Regions from separate parts of the Pan troglodytes genome. Here region 1 is linked to region 2. The links are chromatin contacts, called in public Hi-C maps. All regions are on one chromosome and are shown on one strand. The core of a region is the stretch at or near the end of the contact, and the rest is flanking DNA. Distances in the headings are between cores, read along the strand shown.

Evidence for each region. A called contact is a pair of places that touch in the nucleus more often than the background predicts.
Region 1: a contact with region 2 is called in a Hi-C map of induced pluripotent stem cells, with 1.6 times the contacts expected there. The contact joins two enhancer-like sites.

What each region holds. Positions count from the first base shown.
Region 1 is chr10:131,581,048-131,585,605 of NHGRI_mPanTro3-v2.0_pri, forward strand. No RefSeq gene overlaps it. Among named protein-coding and RNA genes, the nearest start is that of SCARB1, 110 kb to the right of the region's middle. Within about 2 kb of position 2,629, at least 17 of the 24 cell types and tissues checked have an H3K27ac peak or open chromatin away from gene starts, as enhancers often do. A contact at or near this core is called in induced pluripotent stem cells, where this site is marked.
Region 2 is chr10:131,311,189-131,315,902 of NHGRI_mPanTro3-v2.0_pri, forward strand. NCOR2 (nuclear receptor corepressor 2) reads right to left here. Exons shown (of 48, transcript XM_024348140.3): 4 at 3,430-3,557; 5 at 517-694. Among named protein-coding and RNA genes, the nearest start is that of NCOR2, 82 kb to the right of the region's middle. Within about 2 kb of position 3,058, at least 7 of the 24 cell types and tissues checked have an H3K27ac peak or open chromatin away from gene starts, as enhancers often do. A contact at or near this core is called in induced pluripotent stem cells, where this site is marked.

The DNA of each region.
Region 1 (4,558 bases), core at 1,379-3,878, 270 kb after region 2:
GTCCCCCACCAGAAGTCAGGCATGGCCGTGTGGCTTGCCTGGGCCAATGAGATGTCAGCAGAAGTGATGTAAGTTGCATCTAAGAAGAAGCTCTAAGAAGCAGTGCACAGCCTGCCTCAAGCCCGATGATGCTCCACATGGCAGAGGCCCCCTCTGCATCCCAGAGTGAGAAGACGTGGCACAGAGCCCATCGCCAACACACAGCAGACACATAGCACGGGTGAGAGACAAACGTTGGTTGTTAGAAAACCATGAGATTTTGGAGTTGTTTGTTACTGCAACACAACTGAGCCGATACTGACTGATACATCTCCGTTTCACAGGTGAGGAAACAAAGTCTGGAAGAGATCACCGAGGTTACCCAAAGTCAAACACAGAGTAGAGGCACAGACAAGACTCAAAGACAAGTCTGCCCTTTGCTGCAACCCTCCATTCTGAACAAACCCAGCCAAGCCCCTTGCTGCTAACCACTTCAATTAAAGCCAATGTCAAGGCCTCCTGGTTTCTAAATGAACAGCCCTGATCATGTTCGTTAAAGGCCCTGTCTGCACAGACTGCTCATTTTATCCGAAGCCGCCAACAAGATAAATGGCCCTGTAACTTATTATTCTGCTGCAAAGCACCTCACGGCAAGCGGTGGCACAGATGCCAGGAATAAATCACATCTGATCTTCCGAGAGCCAGGCAGAGCGCCCACGAGGAGTGTCGGAGGCAGGGGAGGTTGGCACAGCCCTGGACCTTGGGGGTTGGAGCAGCCCTGGACCTTGGGGGGCTTCACTAAGGAGCAGAGAGCTGCAGGGGTCTTTATTAGGGCCCCGGAGCTCTGGAGTATACATTGTTCTTTTTTATTGGCCCAGCACCTATTTCCCCTTCTTGGGGTTTAATAGCACCCCTTTTTCTCTGGGAAAACCATCTCTCCTCCGCTCTCAGTCCGTCTGGTTCCGATGGGGTCATCCCTTCTCCCAGTTACAGGGAGGAGCATGAACACGTGACCTACCCTGGTCAATCAGAGCTTCACATTCTTTTGCAGCCGTGACTAGCTCAGAGCAGGCAGGTGACCCACACCAGGCTGATGGGACCCAAACCTCAGACTTCTGCTGAAACTCTAGGAAAAGAGGAGTTCTCTCTTCTAACAGGTTGCTCACAGAAGGAACTTTTCCGTTGAATTACCTCAGTTTCTAGCACAATTACAGGCACATGGTAGGTGCTTGGTAAAAATGGGCTGGATGAATGAACAATCCACCTGGAATTAGCACAGCTGGCTTCTTGTCTGGGCGCAGCCATCTCTAACTTCAAGACAGCTTCTTCACCTCTGCAGGTCTCAGTTTTCTTGCCTATAAAAAGGCATTAATAACAGCACTTAGCAGTAGCTGATTGTATCAGTTAGCTATTGCTGCCGACATGCCGCGTAACAAAAGATTCCCACCTGCAATCACTCATTATCATTTCCGTGTCTGCCAGTTGGCTGGGAGTCACCTGATCCAGGATGGGCTGGGCTGCCCCACCTGTCTCTCTTCCTCTTTGGATCAGCAAGTTAACCCAGGGCCTGTTTTTCTCACCCAGTGACAGAGGCACAGCATAATACAAGGTCCCTGAAGGGATAGGGCCAATACTAGCACAGCCTCATTTCCATTGCCTTCTTATGGCCAAAGCAAGTCACATGGCCAGACCTAAAGTCAAGAGGTGGGGAAATGCACTCTACTTCTTTGCCACCCAGTAAAGGGCACAGATGTGGGGGGTGGTGAGGAATTGAGGCTGGCTGTGTACCCCCACAATGCCATTGTCTGTGCCTTGATGTTGACTTGATCCGTGTCCACCTCCTTCTCCACTAGAATAAACCTCGGAGCACCTGGATCTCTGTCTGCTTTGTTCACGGCTGTATCCCAGCATCTAGAACGGGGCCCAGGACAGAGTCAATGCACAGCAAATCCTTGTGGAAAGCCTGGCTAGCTGCCCCTGGCCTCCCTCTGCTGTGAGGATTGAGCCAGGTCAGAGACCCAGACATGGCATTGGAAGTTATGGAAGACCCTCAAAGACTCACGGTGCACACCCCTGCTCTGGCTTTTAAATATCCAGTGGGAATGAATGTCCCATCTCTGACCCTGATGATCAGCAGTGCCAGGGGTCCGGTTCGGGTGAGGGTTGTCACATCTGGGGAGAGACCTGCTGACACTGGCCGTGTTTGCACACCCATCTCTCTCGCCTCTGACTCAGTGGTCCTGGAGAGGCCCCCTCACAGCTCAAAACCATCCCCTTGGATCAGGAAGGCACAGGTTTAACTCCATGCTGAGGCCACAGACCTCTCTGGGGTGTGCAGGAAGTGGCCCAAAAGGCCCTGGGGAGAGGAACAGTCTGCTGGGGCCATGTGCATGGCCCAGGGCGCCCGAGGCCCAGCCCTGCCCGGGCCTCCCATCCCTGCCCTATGCGGTTTTCCTCTTGCCCTGCTTCCCATCTCTGAGAAGCAGCAAAGTCACCCTCCCCATCTGCCCTTCCCTGGGGGAGCGGTCCCCACCCCCACGTCCATCTGGACCTCAGTGCGGCCATCCCTCCCATGCACAAAGCTCCTCCCAGCCCCAGCACACAGGAAACCTCTCGAGTCTGCCCCCGTGGTGCACACTTCAGCACAAAAGCCTTCCCCCTCTCCAGGCCCAGCCTGAAAGAACCAAATGTTCCTCTATTATGCAAGCTCATTCCTCTCTTCCTGCCGCGGCCGAAATTGCAATCTGTGCGGAGGGGTGGAGGGGGAAGAGCAGGCCTAGGAAAGAGAGAGCTGAACAGCGGCAGAAGGAGCATCCCTCCCACCCTGCTAAACGCCAACTTAGCACCAGCCCCAAGCCCTCCAAGGCCCCGGCTGGACACCCCAGCAGAGGGGATGTGGTGTCAGCACCTGTAACCAAATATGAACCCAGTCGTCCCTGTGGTTTGCCCGGAGGAGATAAACTCTGGGTGTATTCCCACAGTGAAGAAGAACACTGCTGCCAGCCGGCCATCAACTACAGTGCTTTCATTTCAGGGGGGCTAAGGCGGTGTCAAAGGCACTGATCACCGGAAAACAACACGTGGGTATTGTGTGTTGAGAGCTGGCTATGCATCAGGCACTGTTGGAAGCACCTTACCCGTTTAGTCCTCACACTCTACGGATAGGTCTTAGTATCACGCCCATTGCACAGAGGAGGAAACTGAGGCTCAGAGTGGGTGGCTTCACGGAGGAAGCATAATCAGGAAGCAGAGGATCTGGGGTCCAAACCAGGCAACCCGACCTCAGATCTGCCCCGTAAACAGCTGCTCTGTTAACCCACGGATCGGCATTTGTGTTCCACAGGCCTTTCCTGCAAGCCGAAAAGCCACACCATCTAAGATCCAGCAAACCCACTTCTGGGTTTTATTTATTTATTTATTTATTTGAGACAGGATCACACTCTGTCACCCAGGCTGGAGTGCAACAGCGTGATCATGGCTCACTGCAGCCTTGACCTCCTGGGTTCAAGTGATTCTCCCACTTCTGCCTCCCAAGTAGCTGGGACCACAGGTATGTGCCACCACGCCCAGCTAATTTTTAAATTTTTATTGGAGACAAGGTCTCGAGATGTTGCCCAGACTGGTCTCAAACTGCTGGGCTCAAGCAGTCCTTCTACATCTGTCTCCCAAAGTACTGGGGTTACAGGCTGAGTCACCATGCTCAGCTTCCACTTCTGGGTTTATATCCAAAAGAACAGAAAAGAGAATCTCAAAGAAATATGTGCACACTGAAGTTTATAGCAGCCTGATGTGTTGATTCACAAGAGCTCAAAGATGGAGGCAACATAAGGGTTTGTGGATGGATGGATGGATGGATGGATGGACGGACGGACAGATGGATGGATAAACAAACTGTGGTCCATCCATACAATGGAATATTATCCAGCCAGGAAAAGGAAGAAAACCCTGTCATGTGCTAACCCAATGGATGAACCTTGAGGACATTATGCTAAGTGAAATAAGCCAGTCACAAAAGGACAAATACTGTTTGATTCCACTTAGAAGAGGTAGCTAGAGTCATCAAATTCATAGAGACAGAAAGTAGAATGGCAATTGCCAGGGGCTAGGGAGAGAGAAATGGGAGTGCTTGTTTAATGGGGACAGAGTTTCAGTTCTGCAAGATGAAAAAGTTCTGGAGATCTGTTGCACAACAGTGTGAATGTACTCAATGCCCCTGAACTGTACACTCGAAAATGGTTAAGATGGTAAATGTTATGTTAGATGTATTTTGCCACAATTTAAAAAAGCGGAACACCATCATTGTTGTCACCATCAGAAGAGTTGCCATGCTTGGACGGCACCTTTTGGACACCCACTGCACTGTTGTAAGGACTTGACTTAACCTCCCTGATAGATTGTGTTGATGGCCCCAAGTTTATACCTCACCCTGTATGCATGCCCTTTGCTGTGTGGCTTTGCAATTCCTCTCACCAAAGAGGTAAAGTTACTCCCCAACCCCTTGAATCTGAAATGGCCTTGTGACTGGTGTCAGCTGATAAAAGTAACAATGTGCTAGTGCCAAGGTGGGCCTTGAAAAGCC
Region 2 (4,714 bases), core at 1,808-4,307:
CGGGGTTCAAGGCCCAGGGGGCTGCCTGCTGTGCAGGGCTCGAGGCAGGGGTCACCGAGCCCCCTGTTCCAAGCAAGCATGGAACCAAACAACCCACCCTCGAGGAAGCTCTCAGAATGTGCTGAAAGCTGACCACCGACCACAGGACGGTCCTGACCCCCATCGAATGGCAGCTCTCTGCTCCATGGCACCCCAGGCCCTCCCATCCCAGCTCTCCCCTCCCTCACGCCAGCTACCCCGTGACCACAAGCCTATTCCTGCCCCAGGGCCTTTGCGCTTGCTGCTCTGCCCACCTGGAACACCTTCCCCACTTCTTCCCACACTCTGGCACCTCCAGAGACCCAGCGCCTGCCCTCTTCCTGCCACCCAGCTCTGTGCACCCGGTGCTTGGCCCACCTCCAAGCCTTTGCCCGAGCTGCCCCCTCCCTGCATACCTACCCGCCACCTCCCACCCAGCCCAACCAGCAGCAGAACCTCAAGCGGGAGAGGAGCTCCCAGCTGGGGGCCCAGGCTTACCTTGGTGAGGTCTTCAGATCCCACAGGCTGGCCCGTGGCCAGCAGGGGTGACGGTCGCAGCAGGGGGTCAGGCAGCAGCTCTAGCCGAGGGCGCTTGCTTTCAATGAACTCCATCTCTGACTTCCCCAGCTCGGGCAGGTATGAGTGGGACTCTGGCCGCAGGTGGAGCTCCTGGGACCTGCGGGAGGTGAGGCATCCAACGTCACATAGGAGATTGTGGCTCTGAGAACTCCCGAGGCCCCGACCACCCTCTGCGCCGAGCATCTACTGCGCGCCGTGCTCCGTATGATCCTGCCAGGAAGGTGCTCACAGGAGCCCACCTCCCACGATCCCACAGCAGGGCAGGACTCCAATGCAGCGCTGCCTTCCTTCAGGTCCACATTCACCGAGGACATTTACAGGGAGGTAGTGTGCTACGGTGGCACTGGAACACCCCAGAGTGACTGCCCCTCCCTCGCCACGGACCACCCCACCGTCCCCACCTGGGGCTGGCTACAATGCAGAATCTCCAGTACCATCTGAGGCCTACTGAGTCAGACTCTGCATTTTAACAAGATCGCTGGGTCGTTCACAGGCACAGTCCATCCGGGAAATGCTGTGAGCCTAACACAGATAACAGCACCCGTGATGCCATTTCCCTCTCACCCACGCAGGGCAGACATCGCTGGCCGATCGCAGAACTCTTGCTGCTGAACCTGGCCTAACCACCTTCTCAACTCAGCCTAGCAGCCCGGTGCAGAGACTGGAGCTGCCCAGTTTCCCCAGCGACTGGCTCTCCTGAACCCTCCTCCGCAGTGTGCCTAGAGAGGGCATGGCCTTGCCTAACTAAGCACACCCCACAGAGCTGGGACTCCTGGCCTCCACCTCTGAGGCTCTAACCATCACCCACCAGAAAGAGCCTGAATATGGGCCTTGCTGAAATGCTTGTCCCAGAGGCTAAGCAGGGAATCCACAGCTGTTCCCCTCCTGCACAAGCCCTGCCTGGCCTGGCCCTCGCTGTCCCGCCACTGCACTCCTGCCCCAGGGCCTTTGCATCTGCTGGGCTCTGCCTGGAGCACTGAGACCTCAGGCCCTCCACGTGAGCTCCTCCCCTTCATGTCGTGGTGCAGATGGCGCCTCCTTGTCCCAGGCCAGACCACACTACACCCGCCTGTCTGCTCTCTCTCCACTGCCCTCCCACGCGCTTGGTGACAACAGGTGTTTCCTGGCCACCTCCCCCACCCATGAATGAACGCAGGGTGGTTCACCTGTCTTGTTCATGGCTGTCCCCAGGTATTGGCGCACAGTAGGTGTTCAATCAGTGCCTGTAGACTGACCGAATGCTGCCCACTGCAGCACGGGCTGGGGCCGTGTTGCTGGCCCCCCCGGGGAGCGGGGCAGCCACCCCTCTGTGCTCACCTCCCTGGAGGGGCCTCAAGTCCTTGTCCCTCCAAAGCTGGGTCCCAAGACATCCCCCTCTTCAAGGCCCAGAACCCAGGGCTTCACCATTACATAGGCTTGGCAGGAAGCACATGGTGTTTTCTCTTAAACATGATAGTGGCACTGCAGTGGCTCAAATAATGTCCTCCCAAAATCCACGGCCACTGGAACCTCAAAATACAACGTCCTCCCAAAATCCACGTCCACTGGAACCTCAAAATATAACATCCTCCCAAAATGCACAGCCACTGGAACCTCAAAATATAACATCCTCCCAAAATGCACAGCCACTGGAACCTCAGAATAAGACCTTCTTTGGACCTAGGGTCATTGCAGATGGAATGAAGCTAAGATGAGGCCATCCTGGATTACGATCACTGGGGTCCTTGTAACACAACAAGAGAACACAGAGACAGACAAGGAAATGGCCACGTGAGACAGAGGCAGAGGCAGAGATTGGACCGATGCAGCCACAGCTGAGGAACGCCTGTAGCCCCCAGAAGCTGGAGGAGACAGAAAAGCATCCTCCCCTTGAGCCTTCCGAGGGGGCGCGGCGCTGCGGATGCCCTGACTTCAGATCACGGGAATGCACTTCTGTGGCTTGAAGCCACCCAGTTTGTGGCACGTTGCGACGGCAGGCCCAGGAAACCAATCCAGGTACAGAAGGCACGCTGCCTCGGCCTCCCCTCCTCCAGACGCCTGCGCCCACCTGAGTTCACCAGCCCCGCCTGATCTGGGGCCCTGCCACACCTCCGTGGTACCATGAAGGGCTGGGGCCTGGTGCCTCGACTTCTAGTCCTGGCTGAGTAAACAAGAGCCCATCCCTCAACCTCGCAGCCTCAGCTGCCCCATCTGAGAAATAGGCACAATTCCCCACACCTCAGCCGTCTCCAGCAGAAGCTCCTAGAGAAGATGGGAGAAAGAACGTGGCCTACCGATCCCAAGTGAATGCATGGAGAGCTGGCTCTGACCCAGCCCTGGCCCTCCCCTTGCTGCAGTCCCTCCAGCTCCCCACCCCACCTCCCTCCCACTCCCCACCTCCCTCTCACCCTACCACCTAACCTGTTCATTCCCTTCCCACCTGGATCAAGGAAAGTAAGGCTGGCCCAGCACAGGCACACACCAGAGGGCGTCCTCTGCCAGCTGGAGAAGAAGGAAGAATGGGAGGAGAGGGCAGGGGCCCCAGGTGTGGACTCAAATCTTCCCACAGAAGCCCAGCCCTGCTGCAGCCCAGCTTGGAGGTCCCCACTGCTGCCTAAACCCACAGAGGCCACTGAAGTTCCACGCTGGAAGTCTGAGGGCCACGTCGCTCTTCCCTGCTTGTCCCATCCTCACCCCGAGTCACGCCCACGCCAGGTCAAAGGTGAACACACGGCCCGACATCCCCTCATTTCACAGGACCCTGTGTGCTCCTGCTCTGCCACGGGCCTCTGCTTCTCCATCTGAGAAGGAGCTCTCACGCCCTGGACAGGGAGGCAGCAACTCTCTCCTCACCGTTCATTCCCGGGCTGGAACTCAGACAGCAGGGAGGGCCTCCGCCGCTGGGGCTGGATGATGGAGCCGGGCGACAGGTGGGAGGCATAGTCGCGGGAGTGGTGCTGGTACTCCAGGAGCCCGACGTCCTGCAGGAGGGGACAGAGGAGTGGTGAGCGTGGGCGGGCACGGGCATGGCGGGGCACGGCAGGGCACAGTGGGCAAGGCCGTGGACTCCCTGCTCAGGCTCGCTCCTGCCCTAGGCAGATAAGCCCAAGTCCTGCAGGGAACTTCAGGGACCATCTGGCCAGAGGCTACCCTTGGGGCCGAACGCCAAGGAGGAGAAGGAACACAGACAGCTGAACGGCCCTGGGCTGCATCCTTCCCACACAGCATCCCAGGGACCCACGATCACGCCCACCTTCCAGATGAGACCGCCAAGCCTGGGAGGTCTGATGGGGCTGTCTGAGGCCACAGGCTAATACAGGCCTGGAACCATCCTAACCATGGCCTCTGTCTGCCGGCCATGCTGGCGTTGACTGGGGGGCCAGAGTAGAGGAAGCTGTCTTCGCTTTTCTACCCTCCCACCCCATCCTACCCCTGCCAGGCTGTGGGTCCCTCCAGCCTGAGGAGCTGAAGCTTGGAAACGCAGGCCTGGGAAGACAGGACTGAAGGTGCATACGGCGCAGCATTATTTGTAAAAACAGAAATGCATTTGCAGCAACAACTGGGAAAAGGCCCAACCTAGATGCCCAGCTCTTGGCAGGGTGGGTAAGTGATGCCCACGCGAGGGAACGAGGCTCGGGCCTCACTCGCCAGGAGAAGGATGGATGGTGGCAAGTGACGGCGACAAACACCCGACAGCCAGCGAGGCCCAAAGACCAGGTTTCAGAACAAAGCGACCCCTGACCCCAAGGCCGCCCTGTAAAAGAGGAACTCCCGCTCGTATCACAGCCAGAAGGGTAAGCCTTAGGCAGACCTTCCTCCTTTAATAACACACCATCGTCCATTTGACAAAGACTCTCCTTGCCCACACCTGAGTCAAGCTCCTCTGACCCATCCTCTCTCTACGGGGCCTCGGCCTTGGCCTCGGCCTTGCGGGGCTCTGCCCAGCTGCAGGCATCCTGCTAAGTCAGTCCAGAGGAACCCCCCACCCTCAAGCGCTCCTCTTAGTAATTTTCCATCCACTGACCCCTCCCTCCGCCCTGCGGCTAGGCTATGAGGCCTCAGCTGCCTTGGCCGTATTTGGAGCTGAGCCTGGTCTCTCTCCCTTATTGTGACAGTCTTGACACTGATAGCACAATTG